Linked DNA regions of Arachis hypogaea: region 1 is linked to region 2. Evidence: chromatin contacts called from public Hi-C data. All regions are on one chromosome and are shown on one strand. The core of a region is the stretch at or near the end of the contact, and the rest is flanking DNA. Distances in the headings are between cores, read along the strand shown.

Evidence for each region. A called contact is a pair of places that touch in the nucleus more often than the background predicts.
Region 1: a contact with region 2 is called in a Hi-C map of leaf, with 4 times the contacts expected there. The contact joins the promoter of LOC112732939 here to the promoter of LOC112732933 in region 2. A contact is called at or near these places in 3 of 8 Hi-C or Micro-C datasets (leaf and an unstated tissue).

Annotation. Positions count from the first base shown.
Region 1 is chr13:119,383,104-119,388,306 of arahy.Tifrunner.gnm2.J5K5, reverse strand. LOC112732939 (magnesium transporter MRS2-3) reads left to right here and starts at 1,694. Exons shown (of 4, transcript XM_072212384.1): 1 at 1,694-1,987; 2 at 3,244-4,253; 3 at 4,339-4,555; 4 at 4,944-5,203. The coding sequence starts at 3,310. LOC112732941 (a long non-coding RNA gene) reads right to left here and starts at 106. Exons shown (of 3, transcript XR_003168159.3): 1 at 1-106.
Region 2 is chr13:119,199,194-119,204,555 of arahy.Tifrunner.gnm2.J5K5, reverse strand. It overlaps LOC112732933 (PHD finger protein ING1), which reads right to left and starts at 3,681. Exons shown (of 10, transcript XM_072212381.1): 1 at 3,209-3,681; 2 at 1,085-1,157; 3 at 788-910; 4 at 1-72. LOC112732932 (protein MEI2-like 4) reads right to left here. Exons shown (of 15, transcript XM_025781760.3): 15 at 4,600-5,362.

The DNA.
Region 1 (5,203 bases), core at 445-2,944, 190 kb before region 2:
CGAGATTGATGGGAGGGAGGGAGTGTGTGCTGCTGCTGCGCCGTTGGAGTGAGTTAGGGTTGCTGGGTTGGTAATGGTTAGGGTATTAGACTATTAGTAGATCAGCTCACAAAACGGCAGCGTTTTTGGTAATATTCAGAAAAGGGGCTGAGTCCCGGTTCGGTCCGACCTATCGGTTTCTGGTCGGTTTAGCGGTTCAATTTCTATTTTTTATTTTTGCGATTTTAGCATATGATCGAACCGTAATTCTCATCGGTTCACAGTTTGACCGGCCGATTCGAACCAGTTTTCAGAACCTTGGTCTCAGGTGAGTGCTACGCATTGCCGTCCTCACGAAACTATATCCATAATCAATGAACATAGATAATTTTAAATTTTAATTTTTTTTAATTTCAAATTTTAGAATTTGAAACCATTAAATCTTTGAAAACAAATAATTTTGAATTTTATATTTTTTTTAATTTTAAAAGTATTGGAAATTAAGGTTGCAAAATAAATATTAAAATAAGTAATTTTAATTAATCAAGTTAAACAAACGTACTACTTTAAGAAATGAGAAGTTTAAATTAAAAAAAAAATTAAAATACACGTGATAGTGTGTATCCAATTTAATAAAAAACGAAAAAAAAATCAGATAGGCTTAGATACACATAAATATCATCACGTGTCAGTATGTCTAACTTTATTCTCAACATGTATTCTTGAAATAAATTTAGAAATAGTATATATTATTATTTACTAAAATAAAAATATTTTAAATACTCTCTATAATTAAAATAAGACATTAAAATCAATTAAAAAATAAACTTATGTTTTACTATCAATAAAATATCAAAATATCATTATGTTTTATCTAAAAAAATATTTTATATTTTATATATATGTGTGTCCTTGTATCTTATAAAATTTTAAAATTTATGTATCGAAATATTTCGTATCGTGTCGTGTTCCCGTATCTATATCAGTCCATCATAAATTCCCTTTAACATCATCATTCATAAGGAACAGAACATGTTCACTGGGCGGCGAATCTAAGAACCTGAATCCTTGTCTACAAGTGAGGCTTAGTTTAACTCCATTATTATTATTTAGGTCCATATCATTTTTTTTCCTGCTTCATATATAGTCCATAACTTAATCATATCGTATGGATCACAATATTCAGATCAAACCAAAAAAGCAAGCCCAAACACCATATACCAAAATTTTTTCTGAAACAGCAGAAAAAAGCCCAGCAGATTTACTAATCACCATCACTTACCGACAACTCCTCTCATAGTTTCTGCGAATGCAGCAGGGTTTTTTGCATAGTGCTAAAAATCGGACCAGACCAACCGGTTCAACCGTTCAACCGAAAACCGACAAGAAAAACGATCCAATCATCCTCTTAAAACCGTTAATACAAAACTGTTTTAAAACCGTTGAACTGGCCGGAAATCGGTTGGTTGGATCGGACCAAAAACTGGCCGGTTCTTAGAAAACGACGCCATTTTGCCATTTAGAACAAAAAAAATCAATGTTCTGAAAACCGGTCAAACTACGAACCGGTAGCTTAGGCAGTTCGGTTTATTAGCAGAAACCGCTGTTCTAGAAACCGGATACAAACCGCTGAACCGGCCGAGAACCGGCCGGTCAAAGCGGGCCGGGACCAGGCCGGTTTACAAGAAACGACGCCGTTTCCTTAGGAAAAAAAGGGATTGCACGCGTTTGGCTCCCTTCTCCCACTCCTTCCATAGTCATCACCCAAATGCCATAGCCTCCACCAAAGAAAGCAAACCCTAGCCTCCGCCAATCTTGTCGCCGTCTGTCGGAGTGAGAGACTGCTGTTGCCGCCTCCGTCGTACTCAAGAACTTCCGTCTTCGTGCTATCGGCGTTCGTTACTTCGCTCTCACCATCCCCTGTTCGCTATCCATCTCCTGTTCGCTCTCATCAGTCGCCTGTTCGCCGTCGTCCATTGCGCTCAACCGCTCTCTGTCGTCGTCGAAGGTCAATGCTCACTGCTAGTGCTTGTTCTTCCTGTTTTTTTTATTGTCTGTTTAGAAACCAAACCCTCTTCATGCTTGTTCTTCGATGGTTAGTGATCGTCGTTTTTAATTACTCAAATATGCAATTTCTGAAATTAGGGATTTGTGAATCTGAACTCTGAAGTTAGTGATTGATTTCTGATATGTTACTGATTCTATTCTAATATGTGCTTTTGTTACTGATTTGTTACTGATTCTGAAATTGAGTAATGGATTTGTTTCTGAAATTGAGTAATGGATTTGTTAATGATTCTGTTCTATGGTCTTATGGATGATTATTTGATTTCTGGCCGTTCTGTTGCTGTTTTTAATTTGGATTATGATTTATTGATTTTAGTTATGGATAGAAATATTAATCAAGAAGCAGTTGTTGATAATGCCTGTTTGAGTAATAATTCATCTGCCAATCCTCCTAATTCAAATGATTCTGCTAATCCTAATCCACCTAGTTCGAATAATAGTCAGTCACAAGGTTCTTCTAATCTACGGATTTTGATAATTGATAAATCTTCATGTTGGTTTTTAATATTTATATATGTCTTTTTACTATTTAACTTTTGAGATTGTATTTTGATAAGATCATATGGATTTGATTGATGACACTTTGTTGTTGAATGCTAATTTTTGTTGCTGAATGCCCTGTTTGTTGCTGAATGCTGTTGGTAATGGTGTTTTTGTTGCTGAATGCTGAATGCTGTTGGTAATGGTGGTTTTGTTGCTGAATGTCCTGTTTGGTGCTGAATGATAATTTTTTTATTTCTGGCTGTGCTACTGCTGTTTTTAATTTTGTGAATGATTTATTAATTTCAGTTATGGATGATAGTATTAATCAAGAAGCAATTGCTGAGAACAATGCATCTGTGAACAATAACTTGCCTGCCAATCCTAATCCTCCTATTTCGAATGATACTGCCAATTCTAATCCTCTTCATAACAATGCATTTGATGATTGATAAATCTTTATGTTGGTATTTAATATTTAGATATTCTTTTTATTATTTAACTTGAGTATGTATTTTGATAAGATCATATGAATTTGGTTGATGATATTTTATGTAGTGTTTTAAATTTAGAAGATATTTTAAGATTTATATTAGATTATAATTATATTTTAGGATGTTTATTTATAATTTATTTATTATTTTATTCTAAAACGGTTTTTTCGGTTGAATCACCGGTTGTTTCGGTTCTACCCCTAATGTAGCCACATCGTTTCAGCAGGTGAATACAATTAATACAAGGCAAGAATTGAATAATTGATTAAGTGAAGGAGGGAATCGAGTGATGAATATTCGGGGTCAGGGTCAGGGTCCGCCTCCAGTTCCGGTAGCAGCGGCAGGGATGATGGATGGGATTGGGGTTCCTGTTGCTCCGAATCCGATAAGCAGGAAGAAGGGGACCGGGGTGAGGGCGTGGCTGCTTCTCGATTCCAGTGGTCAGAAGCAGGTTGTGGAGGCCGGCAAGCACGCCATCATGCGGCGCACGGGTCTCCCCGCCCGCGACCTCCGTATCCTCGACCCCCTCCTGTCCTACCCCTCGACCGTGCTAGGCCGTGAGAGGGCCATCGTGATCAACCTCGAGCACATCAAGGCCATCATCACCGCCCACGAGGTCCTCCTCCTCAACTCCCGCGACCCCTCCGTGACCCCTTTCGTGGAGGAGCTCCACTCGAGGATCCTCCGGCACCACCAAGTCCAGGGAGCTGCTGCGGCAGCTGCGGCTTCGGATGATTTCAAGTTGAGCAAAGTGTACGACTCGGAAGAAGGGCAATCAAGAGAGGGACAGGATGAAGATGAAGATACCGATCCCGTTGGGGAGCAAGTGAAAGCCCAATCGAAGCAGAATGGTATCCAGAATGGCGATGGCATGAAGATCCTGCCGTTCGAGTTTGTGGCACTGGAGGCCTGCCTGGAGGCTGCGTGCAGTGTGTTAGAGAACGAGGCAAAAACCCTGGAACAGGAGGCCCACCCTGCCTTGGACAAGCTCACTTCCAAGATCAGTACTCTCAATTTGGAACGGGTTCGTCAAATTAAGAGCCGCCTTGTTGCCATCACTGGTCGCGTTCAGAAGGTAAGGGATGAGTTAGAACACTTGCTCGATGACGACGACGATATGGCTGAGATGTATCTCACCGACAAGTTACAACAGCTCCACAGTTCTTCTGCCTCCTCTATAAATGATGATGATGTTGACAATGACCACCATAATCAACTTGATGTCGATGACAGGCACGCGTACATGTAAATCTTTTCTGTTTGCCTTGAATCTTGTTAGTTAGTACTGCTTTACTGATTCTAATTCTCCATTTAGCAGCATTCCTCCTGAAATATCATTGGAAGAGGGTGGAGCTGCTGCAAGCGATGACGATCATCAACATGATGATGACAGGTTATTAGTGGGAGTTAGCAGGGACAGCCGTGCTAGCACTACCTACAGTACCACAACTAAGCATCTTGATGTGGAGGAGCTTGAGATGCTCCTGGAAGCATATTTTGTGCAAATCGATGGCACACTCAACAAGCTCTCTACTGTATGTCTTTTCATTTCTTTGTCATGCCCTTTTCCGTTGCCTATAACTACCATTTACCTTTTAATCTTGTGTTTTATAAGCAACTAATTCCCGTTTCCAAGAATTATTGTGACGCTTGTCTGGTTTCTAATTGAGGATTTTGCTTGTTATTACTTGCAAAAGATCCAAACATGTTAGAGATTCAAAATTTTAGGGACAATTTCTCTTTTTGGGTAATAGAGGCAAATATTGTGCCTTGGTAGTTTTAGGCTATGGTCTTTTCAAAGAAAATGCTTAAAACAAATTTTAACCAACATATTTCTGGTCTGGTGAGCTTCTTGTGATTTACATGTTACCTTAACGATAAGATTGGTTTTGATGTTGTTTTGTTGTGGTGATCCTATTGAAGCTAAGGGAATACGTGGACGACACAGAGGACTACATCAACATAATGCTGGATGACAAACAGAATCATCTGCTCCAAATGGGAGTCATGTTGACCACAGCAACTCTGGTAGTGAGTGCCTTTGTCGTTGTCGCTGGTATTTTTGGCATGAACATTCATATTGAGCTATTTGATTCAAATATTACCGGGAATGGAGAGTTCTTCTGGACTGTTGGGGGCAGTGCTGCTGGAACCATTTTCTTGTATGTGGTTGCCATTGCCTG
Region 2 (5,362 bases), core at 2,432-4,931:
AGACGGAGAGAGATAGCATTCAACCGGAAAAAAAGAGCCGACCGTGACAGAGGAAAGCGAGCGCGGACGACGCTAGAGGCGGGATGGGGGACGTTTTTACAAAAATAGTACCAAAGATCATATTACGACAAAACTCTCTACTATCTAAATGGTACCAAAATAATTAGTGTTTTTATTATTTTTTTTTTCCTTTTTCTAAGAGAAAGAAATAAAAGAAAGTAGTAGAAATAGAAGAGTAGGAATAGGAATAGGAATAGGAATAGGAGAAAACACATTTTTTATGTTATTGTTTATAAAGTTATGTATTTTCTTCAAACATTTTCATGTTTATTGTCAAAGAAGATAAACAAAAAAATAAAACCAAAAGTGTAGAATTCTATATAAAGTTTAATAAAAAACACAAAAATTTATGAAAGTTGGTATAGAAATTTGTAAAATTAAATACAAAATAATTATATAAACAAAATTAAGGATGAGAAAGATACAATGAATCAAGAGTTTGCACAATTTTATAAAAAAATATATATATAAATATAAAATTTTATGAAGTTAGATGGACACAAATTTATATAAAGTTAAACACAAAATAATTATATAGACAAAAAAAATAAAAAAGAATGTACAGTTCGTATCTAGGAAGAATTGATGAGGCTAGTTAAAAGTAGTGAATCTACCAATAAAATCATGACCAATAATAAGGCAATCAAAAATGCATTTTGGTCATTTTTGGTGTATCTTTTATTTTGAATTAAATAAAAAAATAAAAAAAATAAAAAAAAACCTTTACCTATAATTTTTGGTTAAGATTTTCCTACCAATCTGGTTCAGTCAACAAACACCAAACTAATAAGATGTAAATCTGATTTCATTCCAAAATGGCTTCTTCTAAACTAACATCAAGTACCAAATCCTGCAACAAATAATAGCCTTAGGTTACACTGCAAAAACAGAGTATCGGAGAGTAGTAAAGGAGCAAAAAGACAAGACAATGAAGGAAAAGACAGTGATCAATCTCAAAAAACATCAAAACACAGATTTGAGATCATGAGAAACAGTTCTTCTAGAGGTGGTAATCTCACTGTACGTGTTGCTTCCTGAAGAAGATTGCCTCGTCATCTTCAATCTTGAGCCATTTCATTAAAGCATATTGCAGAATGCTGATTGAAGTAGCAGCAGCATGTTTAGACAGTATTATGCAGAATGCAGATTGAAATAGCAACTGCATATTAGTATTCAGGATATTTAATTGATGGTATAGCTGAGGTAATTTAATGAGGGTTACTAATTTTAGTGGTAGCTACACACTTATATAGGCAGCAATAGCATGGCAGAACAACTATCCTATATAATCAATTAAGCAATACATCAAAACAGCAACACATCAAAACAGCAAGTTTAAGTTAGTCACAATAGCTAATCAAAACAGCAACACATCAAAACAGCCATAGCTAATCAATAATCAATTAATCATTCAATCTAAGCACAAGTTTAAGTCAGTCACAATCTAAGCACAATTGAGTCACAACACAAAACAAAATACAGCACACAATTTTAATGAAGATTAACAAGATTAACTAGTGAACTAAATCAACTGAATCAGCACAATTTTAACAAAGATTAACCACCAAAATAAATCAACTAATCATTTAATGATTCAATCCAAAACAAGAAAACAAAGTATAATACAGCTAGATTCAAATTTCAACCTAGTAGCATTAGCAAAATCCAAAAATAAACAATGTTTTGAGTAAAGAATGAAGAACAGAGAACTAAAATTAAAAAAAAATGAAGCCTTTGCCTTCGTTCTGAGCTGTCTGAGCCGAGGGGCAGAAGCGCAGCGGAGACGGAGACCAGGCGACGAGCAGGACGACGGACGGCGTAGAAGAAGACTGCGAGCAGTGAGCACTGACCTTCGAAGAACGATTGCGAGCAGACGTCGACAGTAGAGAACGAAGACTGAGAGCCAACAGGGGTTCTTCTTTGGAGGACGCCAACGGAATGAAGAGAGGATCCCCTGACTGCAACGGACAGCAACGAGGCTAGGGTTTCGTTTTTGTTTGGGGAGAAGGAAGGAGATAAAAGAAACCGGAGAAGGGGCTCTAGGGTTAGGAGGTGAGGCTTCTGTGCTTCACACCTGCCCCTGACTGCAACAGACAGCGGCAGTGGCTCACTTCTTGTAGCTTGTGGCAGTGAGGCTAGGGTTTCTGTTTCTTTGGAGAGGAGGAAGGAGATGGAAGAATTGGAGAACGAGTTGGTTGTGGCTTGACTGCTGGCTTCATGCGTGCTTCTGTTTGGTTTTTACTTTTTAGTAAGGTTGCGAGAACTGGACCGGTCAATGAACCGGTAAGATAACTGGTTCACTGGTTTAATGGTTTGACTGAGGTTCAACCGGAGTTCAACCGGTTTAAATAAATTTTTAACAAAATTATTAAAAATTAAATATATAATTTCAAAGATTTAAATTCAATAATTTCTAATCTAATAAAATTTAAAATTTCACCTTTTTTAACTATACAAAACTCTAATCATCAAAAATCATAATCATCATTGTTAGTTTCAGGATTTTCATCATCGATAGGATTTTCAAAGCACAGCCACAAAAAAAGTTCCATTCATGCACTACATACTTGATGACATCTCATATCATAATAATCTTGCTTTCTTACTTACCACTACTACATGATTTATATTTCTAGGACATGAACATCATAGATATTAGGCAATCACAATTTACAACAAAACCCAAACACAGGCTTGAAAACCAGAAAGGGGATTAAGAAAAATTATATTGTTTAACCAGTGATTTGAATGGGCTTAACATCAGGTTTCTTAACTTCTGCCTAGGTTTCTTAACTTCTGCCTTGGGAACAGTGACAGTAAGAACACCATTCTCCATGGATGTCTTCACCTGATCCATCTTGGCGTGGGAGCCTGAACCTCCGCATGAACTTACCACTTACTTACAACATCAGCCAAACCCAAATCAGAAAACCAGCAACAATATTATTCCAGATAGCAACATCATTTCAAAAAATCAACAACTCAACAACTCAGGATAATAGAAAATGATCAAAATCATCAAAATCAGTAATTCAATACTATTAACTCAGCAAATCAAGATCACTAAAATAGTAAAACCAGCAACTGAATCAGCATTATTAACAAAAGTACAAAATCAAGTAAAAATAATTCAAGCAGCATTATTTACCGGAGGAAGGGTCGTTGAGCTCGACGGCGACACACAGAAAGATGGAGAGCTCGACGGCGACAGAGAGAGGGCACGACGGCGACAGAGAAAGGGCTCGACGGAGACCGAGAGAGACGACGGCGAGGGGAAGAGAAACGATGACAGGCGACGAGTAGACCTTCACCTTCCACAGGCGATGATTCTTGATGCCACAACGGTCAGTTCCACCCGGCGGCGACAGCACCCTCCACCCGTTCGGCGATGAGACCTAGCGACGCGAGGAGATGGGATCCAGGAGAAGAGGATCGGCGACGACGAGGCTGGACGCTGGCTGAGGAGACGAGTTCGTCGGGGACGACGGCGTTGGGCACTAGGCGGTGGCTCCTGGCCTCCTGCTGCTGTTGGCTGGGAGAGAGGAAGAAAAGGGGGCTAGGGTTCCGTGGAGTGGAGAGAGAGAGAGGGGGGTGGGTCTTGTGCGTGAGTGAAAGAGAGAGAAAATGGGGGAGGGTTTATATATTTTTATATTTTTTTCATTTTTTTTAAATCGAAAACCGGGGAAAAACCGTTCTGTTCAAACGGTTCGCTGGTTAACCGCCAGTTCGACCGATTTTTTACCACTTTTTTGCTAGACGGTTTTGCACTTCAATCCAACCGGCTAGATGACCGATTCCCGGTTAATTCGGTTTAACCGGCCAGTTCGATTCGATTTTCAGAACAATTTTTAACCAAAACGGCATCGATTGATGAGAACCGGCCGGGTTCCAATCCGGTCCGACTGACCGATTCCCGGCCATTTCTGCGGTTTAAATCCGATTTTCAAATTAACAGTTTTGCATGGCAAATCGAACCATTTTAGTTGACGATTCACGGTTAAACCGGTCAGACCGGCCGGTCTAGTCCAATTTTCGAAACATTGGTTACAATTATAGTTGTCAGAACCGAACCGGTGATCAAACCGGTCAGGTTATTGGGTCACTGGGTTATTGGTTCAATCGGTGAGTCACTGGTTGAACCGGTTGACTTGGTCCTATATAATAAAAAATAAAAAATAGTTAAAAATTTAAAATTAAAATTTAAAATACATAATTTTACTAACATTTTAAAAATATCAAGCTATTTTAAAATAATATAGAACAGAAACAATAAATATTTTATTATTTTTACTCTATCATAAATAATTTTATTTTGTTTTTATATTAAAATAACTATTATTTTTAAATTTCAATAATTTATTAATTAGTTTATATTTATTGTATTATTTTATACTATAGGTATTTATTGAAAAATAATATTAATAAATTATATAATTATGAAAAGAAAAAATGAGTTTATAATTATTGTTAAATAAAATATAATTAATTTAAGAATGAGTGAGTTTATAACTAAAATTAAAATAAATTAAATAGAAGTAATTTGATGAAAGATATTTATATATATTATAATTTGCATATATATTAGTGAAGAGCACAGCAGCCTAGTGGCTGTAAATGGCGCCTCCATTTATGAAGGAAAGGTTCAAACCCTACCTCTAGCATTTCTATGAAATGCCAATTCGTACCGGTTTGGTCGGACCGGTCTTCATCAGGTTTGACCGGTTTTCAATGGTTCAATCAGATTTTGACTAGTTCCTACCGGTTCGTTACCTTACATGGTGCAAATATCGGACCGGACCAGTATAGGATCTGGTTCATCGGTTTTTCAGTCGAACTGTCCGGTCCGGTCCGGTCCGGTTTTAATAACAATGGTTACAATTAAGTCTCTTTTTCTTGATAATCAATCACTTCCTATAGTCAAAAACTATTCCCAGAAGTAAAATACAATACAAAATTACATATTAACAACAATGATCAAAACGAAATCAGCAAAGTCCCTTGAACCCCATAATGATTTGTGAAGGAAATTTCTGTAAATTGTGAAACCACTCTTTATCAGCTGGCCAAAATTTTGAGCTTCAGTATATCAAATACTCTGAAGTGTGAGATGATAAACAGGACTCCATGCAAAAATTTCGGGGGGAAAAAAATACTAGAATCAGTGATTTCATTCTGGTTATGTACTTACAGCCTCTGAAAACTTGTTTAAGTGTTCCTCTATAGGCAAAAAAATTTTAGCCCCTTGAAATCCAGGCTCCGGCTCTCTTCTATCTTTTTTCTTTTTTTTTCTTCTAGTACAAAA